2 separate regions of the Anas platyrhynchos genome follow, and region 1 is linked to region 2. Evidence: chromatin contacts called from public Hi-C data. All regions are on one chromosome and are shown on one strand. The core of a region is the stretch at or near the end of the contact, and the rest is flanking DNA. Distances in the headings are between cores, read along the strand shown. Region 1 overlaps BBX (BBX high mobility group box domain containing). Region 2 overlaps BBX (BBX high mobility group box domain containing).

Region 1 (5,142 bases), core at 1,757-4,256, 46 kb after region 2:
GAGCACTCGTATCTCCATTTTGCTTTCCTCAATTAGGTGTCGTATCAGTGGAGCAACAAGTAGGCAGTCACCAGCTTGGCTGGCTGGTGCCTGTGCTGTTCTGGCGTGGAGGATTGAGCACTTCATGCTTCAGTGCTGTCAGGCTGGCACTTTTCACCACTAAATGCAGCTCTCTGTTAAAGCTGAATTTTCCTGCAGAGCTTGAGCGTGTCATTTTGTTCCATCCCTTCACTCCTTCAGTGGCTAAGGAAGGAAACTGCTCTCTTGGTAGGAGCATCCACCGAGTATATTAGTGTGTCTTTGTGTGTGTCTGTGTCTGAGATGTATGAGATCATTACGCTTGCCTGTTTTAAAGGTAGCCGGCTCCATAGTGCGTATAACCTTTGGCGGTAAAATTGTAAATCCGCGCAATGAGGTGTTAAGCACACAAATCCAATTAAATCCTTCAAACAGCTTTGAGAGCCTCTCCCAGAGGGTACAGAAATGGTTATTTGTGATTCTCTTGAACTGCCTTTTATGGCCGCTCGCTCAGAGCGTCTGTGACAAGTAGTCTTCTGGGGGTTTAACACTGCAAATGGCAGGCTCCTTAAACAAGCAAATGAATAAACCTAAGACTTGGTTTTACTCTTTTAACAGATCCTACACAAATGGGAGGCCTAAGTATGCTGCTTTTAGCCGGGGAGCATGCCCTGACTGCACAAGAGGTAAGGAACTCTCTTCTCTCCCTCAACACAAGCCCTCAGTTTAAAAAGAGCTCTGAAAAGGACTATCTGCCAAGTGGGAAGTGGAATTTAAGATACATCTTAGGTAACCTAAGGTGGAACTGAAGTGTGAGCCTGGTGATGTGAGTCTTGTACTCCAACAGTGACCATAGACATCAGGCCTGGGTTTGATACCAGTTCTGTATTAACTCCAGACTGATGAATATGTGATCAAACCAGGCAGGTCTGCCCAGTGAGAGGATGCTGTTGCAAATGGAAGGATTGCCATACACTGACTGTTAACAAACAGGCAGTTTGCAAGCTCTTTGGGCAAGGGATTCATACACTTAAGTGCTTGCGTAATGCCTCACACAACTGTGGCCTTGGCACTCATAGCAAAGTCAATACAGAATAATTTCCATACAGTCAGTGTAATTATATATGCGCTCTGAAACCATGCAAGTGCTAACAAGTAATCAGTGTATTGCAGTCTGTTCCTATTGACTAAGTCTTTGCCTGAAAAGAAGTTTGTCGTTCAGTTGCCATCAAACATTTTGTATTTACAAAAGGCTCCAGTAGGTAAGAGTGTTTCTGTGGATCTCCAGGAGCGCAGGGACCTCCAGTCTTTTGTCAGACTGATTGTTATTTGTGACCTACTTTGTGGGCCAGTTTTGAAAATTGTTCATAAGGTGGTTTGTATGTTGGGTAAAATAGGTAGTCATTCTCCTTTTGATTCAGTATTCTAGTGATGATTGGATATGGAGCAAATATTTCTTAGGCTTGTGTTGCCCCAAATGCAGTAAAGTTCCTAAAAACTACTTAAAAACTACTACTTTCACTCCGTGAAAAAGGTTCAGGAGTTGCTTAACTCTGGAACACATTTTGAACCGATTTTATATGGATATGAGGCTATAAATCATATGCCATATATCTAAAACTCTGACATTGCTATTTAAAAAAAAAAAAAAGAGAGAGAGGGAGCTGGAACGTAATTCTAAAAGGATTCCAAGTGATATCCTGTAGTCTTCATTGTTCCTGAAGTGTGTGTGTACATAGAGGAATCACATGCATATATGTGGTTCTTAAATTGGGGGACTGCCAGAGTTAGGATTGCCTATCTACATTTAGTTTGACTGCTTGTATATGTACGATTATGCAGACTTGGGTGGCCTTGTAAGCAAACATCTTAAAATACTATTAGCATCTTAAAAGTTGTTGATACAAAGGAGGGGCGCGCTGACACGGTTTGTTCAGAACCTCAGAAATGATGAGGAAAAGGATCCTTACGTAACAGCTCTGCTAATCCCGAGTAAATTTATTCAACGCCCACTGCTTTTCTGCTAAGTGTGTGCTAAATGGATATATAGGGGCTTTTCAAATCCGGGTGGTTAAAGTCAGCGTTGTCAGAGCTCCAGATAGCAGGTAACAAAGCGAACATGCACCAGCAGGAAAAGGGGAAAGGGGCACCGTAGTGATGCTTACTAAAGTGCTTTAGTCACCATCTTTCTGTTCTGGTTATGTTCCTATTTTGGTCATTTTTTTTCGATACACCAGAAGGCTTTTTATCTGATAACAGAATTCGGTGTTGATGTGTGATTGATTTCCAAGCACATTTCCAAGCCTTGAGCTCTTAAACAGGCAAGAAATGTAAAAAACCTTAGCAACAGTAGGTAAAGGATACGGGTAAGCGATGACTTTTCACCTGATACTTGTGTCCTTCCATCAGTTAAGCAGAATTGTGGGGCGTATACGAGCACATTTTGTCAAACACCTGAACAAAAATGTTTACCGGGACTGTTCTTGTAACTGGTTGCACGAGACAAAACCTCATCCTGCCGCTGCTCTGCTCATTAAACTGCAATAAACCTGAACTCCACGAGGCATGCTCCTGGCGTTCAGGCTCCTTCCCAAGGCCGTGAGGACAGTTGCTTGCCTTAGAGCAGCACCTAGCGGTCTCTGTGCTTAACTTCCCAGAAAGCCCTGAATTTGTAGCACAGTCCAAAAGGTGGCTCTTCTGCCAGTTCCCCCTTGCTGCTGCCCTGCATATCAGGACCAGATGCAAATCTTGGATCACTCAGTGAGGAAGGAGGACGTGTGAGCCAGGTGCTGTCCTGTGCCTCTCATTTATTTCAGAGCAGGCCATGGTAAGTAACCCACAGGGGACTGTGAGGATGCGGAGGCAGCATCCCGACGGCTTCCTCCTGGCTGAGAATGAGCGGTTGTCTGGCCCGCGGTGCCAGGCTGCCCAGGGCCCGCACGCAGCGGTGTTGCCTGGGGTGTAAATCAGAAACAAAGATTGTTTGAGTGCAGCTGAGGATAAGCCAGTAGGAGGAGAGAGGAGAAGAAATGATGCAATGTTGAGTACTCTGTATTACAGCAGGAAATGAGAGCCATGCAATGGCACTGTTAGTACAACTGTGCCCTTCAGTAATTACTGTATCTCTTTGGTCAACTTCAGCTTGGCAAAGATTAGAAACCCCAGAGACTGTTAATTTCCCCCAGGTTGTGAGTGTGGGCACAACAGCTCTTGTGTTGCAAAGGCAGAACCTCTGCAGCAGATTCCTGTGCTTGTGTACTTGCCATGCACGAGCATCTTGGGGCAGCCAGCAGCAGGAGCAGCAGAACAAACTGCATGTACTGTAGGCCTGGTGAATCTGTGGCACTTGGTTCTTGCAGGCAACAGACACAGTTGCTAGCCAGATCTCATGTGGCCAAATAAATGCTATTGACACACCCATTCTGATAAGAAATGAGGTGAAAAATATATTTGCATTGAAATATTTCAAATAACATGGAATTCCGTGAAAAATTGAAAATCATTAGGGGAAAAAAAACTCCATCTTGTTACCTACCTTTCGAAAATCCCACAAGGCCTCCTTCCTTTCTGCTGTTTTCTATGAGTTATGTTACGTACCGTATTTTATATTAATAATGCCTCAGCTCCTAGGAGTCAGACATGTAAATATTTTACACTCAAACGTGTCATTTCCTATTCAGTACAATCCCTTTACAGAAGGATGCTTGAGTAACAAATTTCTGGCTAATAAGAGCAGTATAGGTAAGGTCTTATGAAATCAGATGAGGCTGGCTGTTGGTTTGGGGTTTTGAGCAGTCATTTCTTTGTGTTTTGATTTCAGAAGTTATGATGCTTGATTGTACTGCTTCTCATAAGCACCCCTAAACAGATGTTTATGTTTATTATTTGAGCAGTTTAAGGCTTGTGGCACCCTTAACTACTTATTTTCATGCTGTGAAGTGATTAGCAATTATTTTTGTCACTAGGCAACCCTTAGTGGTTTCAAAAACTTCCTTCTTAGCTTCTAAGTAATTAATTTTCTTCGGAATGGAAGTGTAAATTAAAGAGGTAGTAGATAGCATCATGAATACCAGGTATCTGTGTATGCAGCCCAAAATCATCAGTGTAGTATTTGTTGTGTGCAACTCTTCTGCAGTTTGGAATAAAAAAAACAATCCCTGGTATTATCATGCTCTTTCTTATTAGGCAATTGTGAAATACATTAAAATGGGTGCTAAGCTATGTTTTCACCTTTCATTTTGATTCAACCAGGATTCAACCAGTCCGGGAATCTGAAACATTACATTGTCCATTTTCTCTTAAACACAGCATGTTACTGCTGCCTGATACTCCATTTTGCCTACTACTGTTCTTAGCTTGAAAGAAAAACCCTTGAGGTCTTACTCTCCACGCTTCTTGTTTCAGGTTTCCTCGAATACTTGCCAATCTGATGCGACTAATTCTACGGAAGTGTGTCAGAAGTCGTCATTGTTTCAGTTTGCAGAGGTGAGTTTCTTTAGAAGGGAATGGTTTTTGTTTATGTTTTCTTTTTCAAAAGGTATCTGGTGTTTAGCTGAAAGAGAAATTAAACACCTCTGACTGGAATTCATGGCAGTATTTCTTCCTTGTTTTGAGGTTTATGTTACTGGATTGTGTATCTGGTAGATGTGTCTGGCTTGAAGTGCAGGAGATTGTGTTCAGGAACATGATTGAAACCCTAGAGCAATAATAGAGTTGTGGTTTAAGCAGTGATTTAGGATGTGTCATTCCTGCACTTAGGTATTAACTGGAGTCTAACTGACTGAAGTCTCAACAGGTATATTTGGGTGTCATTTAGCCATTCTGACTGCTTTAGGCCCTGACTCCATCAAAAATAACTGTAGTTCTGGAACTTCCAAGATTTTCTTCTATTCTGTAACCACAAAACAGCTCTATGCAACTATGCTTTGGTTTTGCAATGTGCAACATTTTTGTTAATGTATTTCCACTAATAGCTAGATAGTGCTACTGAACTGTGTTTTTTTTTTTTTTTTGCTTTTGTTTTTAAATACGGCAATTTTTAATTCAAGGTCTAATGGATTTAGTTGACAAAAATAACATGACGCAAATGAGGTTGCAGGGAGTCCTGGCCCTTTGTAAGCATCA
Region 2 (5,151 bases), core at 264-2,763:
GCCTGGACCACCCGAGGCTGCATCAGAAGTCCTCCAGCCAGGGTGACCAAACTCCTTCCATTTTCCATACGCTTCCTGGCCTTCAGAACAGGAAATCTGCTGGAAAAGTGCTGGAATATTTAAATAGCTGCTGTTAGCACTAATAATACCTCATTTTAGCAGGGTAGCGGAGCTAATTTCATGGGTTTATTGAGAAATCCCTTGAAGTCATTCATAATCTCAGCCTGGCTCCATCCCAACGTAGCATTTCCAGGTAACGTGCCACTGAGCAATCTGGTTTATGGGTCGTGCCAGTGCGTCTTGCTGGACAAGATGATGCATTGCATGAGCAGTGAGAGGAGGATGAGTCTGTCTGTGACAAACCTTGGCTCCCCAGCTGGGGCAGCAGCAGAAGGTAGCGCTGGAGACCTCAGAGGAACTCCTCATGCTGGCAAGCTAGCAGCCAGTGGCCTTTCTCAGGCTCTGTTGCTGTGGCAGCAGCTGGAAGTCATAGGTTTAAAGCCATAGGTTTAGTTTCCAGAGGGGTGAACGGTTTGCAGCAGGGGGCAGGCTGCCACAGGGCCTGTGTGGAAGTGGAATACTGATGGCAGCTGGGTGACAAGTGTCTGGAATTTCTAAATCCTTCCTGTTTTTTCCCCAGCAAATGAAAAGGAGCAGCAAAGCAATCTTCAAATACAGTACTTGATGCAAATACAGTACTTGATGCTTCTCTGAATATAATGGTCATTATGTGAGTGATTGACAGGTTATTTCAGTTTATCTCATGGTACATTTGTGTGTCAAGCACTTCCTTTAAAGTTAGCAGAGATCTGTAACACCTCAATTTCTAATATAATGAAGGGCAGGTCCCACAGATGTGATTGCACAAACCCATTCAGTGTTACTCATTTAAAAAAAAAAAAGGTTCAAGAAGCACAGCATTCTTCTGCGTACAAAACTTTTGTCACCCTTGGCATTCTGTTGATTATCCTTATTGCTAGAATGGTTAATAAATACTGAATGCAGTATTCCTTATATTGTATTTTTTCGCAGCAGCTGAATCTTACTGCAAACGCTTCACAAACCTGCCAGTGGAAGAGTTAACAATGTATTCATTGTTATGGAAGAAACAACTAAATTAGGGTTATGCTATGGTGGAGACTCAAAGTACATCTTTCATCCCCCCCTTACAGACGTGTACATGCACAGATTAGGCACAGTAAGGAAATCTAGCTGGGAGTTTGAATTGTTTTCATTCCCCTTTTTCTTAGCCTTCTGTATGCACCAAGAATGGAATCGGATATGTGAGTGTTTGATTCAGAAAGCGTGAAAGCTAGCAGTACCCCTGTTCATTTGTTTTGTTTCTTGACAAGCTTTTATAGAAAACTGCTGCATTTGATTAATATATATATATACACATATATATAAGTAATAACTAGATATCTGTGGCCTTTTCCCCTCACCCCCGCACACACTGTTTTGGTTGGCCCCTCTGATAAGGGCTGTAACTGGGCGATGACATAGCTTTGGGGAATGAAGGAACATGGCATGCTGTTCGGCAAATACGGTCTGCAAACACAGGTTAATGGTTAACTGTGCTTAAGTCTGGAAACCATCATATAGTAATTACAGCTAATTACGAGGTGATACAAGTGCATTGACATGTGATGTCCTCAGAGCACACTGTAACTTTATAAAGTGCCATTGGGAAAAGGGTTTGGATCCTACTGCATCTTCGTAGGACAGAAGTGCAGTTCTTCAGTATAAAATCACCAAATAACCTTCATTGCAAAGCCAGGTATAAGCATGTAGGCCCGTCTGCTTTAGTGAAAGTTTCATGTGCATACCTCTAAAGAAAAATTATTCGATTAGCTCTTTAAGGTGTAGCAATCCATCCAGCTGTACAATAAATTATCACCTCTGCTGGGGCCAGGAGCACTGCGTAGAGCGGAGGTAGTCCCTGGTGGTGCAGTTTGGAGCTGTTCAGGAGCCCGTCCCTAGCACGCTCTATTTTGGCTTCTGCAGATGTCTTGGCTATGCACCAAAACGCAAAAATATCGAGCGCGCTGTGCTCCCCTATGACTCTCCTCCTCTTCTGGGGTAGCCTCTGTGAAATCAAGAGTTTTTATTACCAATTTTCCTGCCTTTCTGCCTTCAAATAAGAGGCAGTGGCAGAACACAAAGCTGTCCTTCCTGATATTTTTTTCAAGATTATAAATGAATCTGTTCCTCATCCCATGGTCTTTACCCTTTTTATTATAATAATTACGGGTTTGTACCTTCGGCTGAAAGTCACATTCTGCAAACAGATTTCAGCTCCTGTGACTGCTAACACTTCTGCATGTAGCTGATCTCGCCAATGTTGCACAAGGTCAACAGGAGAGCTGTGATGAGTGAGGGCTCAAAGGCCGTGGCTCTTAAATCTTGATCTTGAGGATATTTACGTTTAGGTGTGACTCTTCCACCAAACCTCCCTTCTGTTGACCTCAGGGATTACTTGTGTGCTTGAAAGGGAGCCCAAACGTAAATGCTCACAAGTTGGTGACCACAGGACTAAGAGGTGGGGTGTAAGAACACCACTGCAAAGCCTGGGGCTGGCCAAATTTAATCCACCCTATGAGTTGGCCATCCAAATGGGCTGCCTGGCCTCCACCTACTGCTCCAGAAGGGTGGATGTCTTCTGGGGGCCTGCTGGCACATCTGTCAGTCCCTGGGGGGGGGGGTCTCCATCACTTCTCATGGCACAGGAGGCCTGGCTTAGGCAACAGAACCCTGTCCTGAATAGCTTAGCTCTGTGCCAGAGTATTGAAATCTTTACTGAACAGGCAACGTTGGGATAAAGATGCGGCTTCATTAGGATTTTAAGAAGTAGCATTTCTGCTGTTTATTAAGAAAGCAATAATTACTTTGCGTTGTCATGACACTGCATCAGTCTCCCAAGGCAGGCGTGATTACCCTGGGTAGCTTTCTGTAATGCACTGGGGATGCTCGCGGTGCTGGAGGGTGTGTTGAGGCAGAGGTGCAGAACCGATGGTGGTAGGGGCTGAGCTGGTCTGTGTCTGGTAATGCAGGGAGAATAAAAACATTGTCTTGAGTCCACTCAGGTTGCTTCAGTTCTCTGTCAGCCTTTTATTTGGTTGATAGTGTTAAGAAGCAGCTCTGATGTCTGTAAAAATGCCCTTTATGAAGAGGGGGAGAAGTACTCGCATAGATGTTTTATGTGTTTCTGCAATCACAGAAATACATCTCTGAATGCACAAAGCAATTAAGAATCCAAGACATCATCGTTTCTTAAGAAAAAAAAAAATCATCCTTTGCAAGTGTGAGTTGTTTTCCAAGTGATTTGTAACTGACTGTTGTGGTGGAACTAATTTTGGACAACTAATCCTTTTACTTAATTTAATTACATCATAAAAGGCCACTCCTGCAGTGGATTTAAAGCCACTTTCTCTTGTACAATACACAAAAATATGATTTGGCAGTGGAGAATAACAATCCCTAGCTGACACCTAATGCTCCTAATTGCTGCATTACTGTGACTTTTCAGAAAGAATATCACTGGTTTAGTTACCCTTGTTTTCTAAAAAGCAGGAATGGGGTGGAGGTTCAGGGATGGCAGCTAGATACTAGAATAGAAGACATCTCTCAGTACCCCCAGTGCTGTGTCCAGTCTTAGATGGCCTCCTGATTTTTCCAGGAAAAGGCAATTGCAACCAGCAGCACTAAAATTAACAAACTTCCTAATTGCAATCCAGAATTTGAGGAATACTGTACAGTGGTACCTACTGAAAGTGTAAACCATCTTGAAGAAGGTTTTCTCCTTATAGATTATTTCACACAGGGATGGGCACTGCCACTGACCATCACCCAGAAAGATCCATTTTCATGGATACAGGTAGAAATTCCTTCAGGAAATCTGTAAGACCCTAAGGACGTGGCTTCTTGCAAGCGAAGTTTCTCGTTATTCACAGGGAGATGATGCTCCAGTCCCAGCACACCTGCATTTTGTTGTACCCTTATTTATGTGGAGGCTGCCTGGAAAATTGAGCTGTTGTTACCACTTCTACATAGTTTTGATTTCCTTGAAGAGGAAGAAGGGGGCTGAAAATGTCACTGAAGGTGCGCTTGGATGCAAATTATTGGAGAACACAGAGTGTAGCAAATCAGTACGTTTATAGCAAGCTTGTGTAATCTTTTTATAAAACTTGGCACCATGATGTGTTTTCAAGTCTGTGTTGTTGAGATGGAAAAGGAAAAACAAGTAGGATTTTTATAAACTACTTTGTTATAAAAATGATGTAAGTCTATACACCTTTGTGGACTAGTGGTCATATTTGGGATGTCTATTTCATTAATTAAAAGACAGTGCCTTCCATTTGGAGACTAAATCTGACAGGGGTGTTGCAAAGAAGGCAGTCTTCCTGTGAGATTCCCTACTTTTTCTGAAATTAGTTTGGACCAGAAATCAGTTCAGGTGGTATTCTTTAGTAGAGACCATTGGCGCTGTCAGAGTTGATATACTAGCAAATACTTGGAAGAGGATCTTTCTCTTCCTGCCATTTAACTTGATGGTAACTTTTCTGTACGTGGATTTATCCTGCAGCTCTTGATGTGTATAGCTACTGATTTTAAAAGAACGTCCGATGTAGGGTGTTCACGCTGCCTTTTAAACATACACAACAACATGGGTAAATGTGTAATTCGAGGAAAACAAGCCTTGTCCAAACTAACTTGGAAGAATATTATTCTTACAATTTCTGTCTCATGTTTCTGAGCTTTTCCAAAGTGCCTAGCACTGAAGTTTTTCAGGATTTTTGTTTTTTTCTTCCCCACTTAATGGCTGCTGTGAGAAGGCTATCCAATAAAACTGGAAGGTAACTGTTAGGGCAAAGTTTCTGAGGTATTTATTTTTATACAGGTAGGAAATAAGAGACTAGAAGGCTGACTGATGCTGGAACAGCACATCATGGCAACTAATTTCATAACGTAGGTGTGTGTGTGTGTATGTATTTACTCTCTGGGCCCATTATTCAGACTGTTTTTTTATAATCTGCTTGATCACAAGGGGTAAAATTAGAAGCAGCCCCTCTAGCTGATTTTTGAAACTGTTAGCTTCAATACAGGAGAGTTATTTCAGTATCAAGGAGTATTTTGCTTCTCTGTTTTTTTTTT

Evidence for each region. Hi-C and Micro-C count contacts between places; a contact is called where the count stands out from the background.
Region 1: a contact with region 2 is called in a Hi-C map of skeletal muscle, with 3 times the contacts expected there. The contact joins two enhancer-like sites. A contact is called at or near these places in 5 of 8 Hi-C or Micro-C datasets (F1 follicle, liver, skeletal muscle and 2 more).

What each region holds. Positions count from the first base shown.
Region 1 is chr1:92,154,400-92,159,541 of IASCAAS_PekinDuck_T2T, forward strand. It overlaps BBX (BBX high mobility group box domain containing), which reads left to right. Exons shown (of 16, transcript XM_027449484.3): 5 at 637-704; 6 at 4,423-4,503. Among named protein-coding and RNA genes, the nearest start is that of BBX, 88 kb to the left of the region's middle. Within about 2 kb of position 3,007, at least 4 of the 8 cell types and tissues checked have an H3K27ac peak or open chromatin away from gene starts, as enhancers often do. A contact at or near this core is called in F1 follicle, where this site is marked.
Region 2 is chr1:92,109,523-92,114,673 of IASCAAS_PekinDuck_T2T, forward strand. The region is part of intron 1 of BBX (BBX high mobility group box domain containing); the gene reads left to right. Among named protein-coding and RNA genes, the nearest start is that of BBX, 44 kb to the left of the region's middle. Within about 2 kb of position 1,514, at least 2 of the 8 cell types and tissues checked have an H3K27ac peak or open chromatin away from gene starts, as enhancers often do. A contact at or near this core is called in F1 follicle, where this site is marked.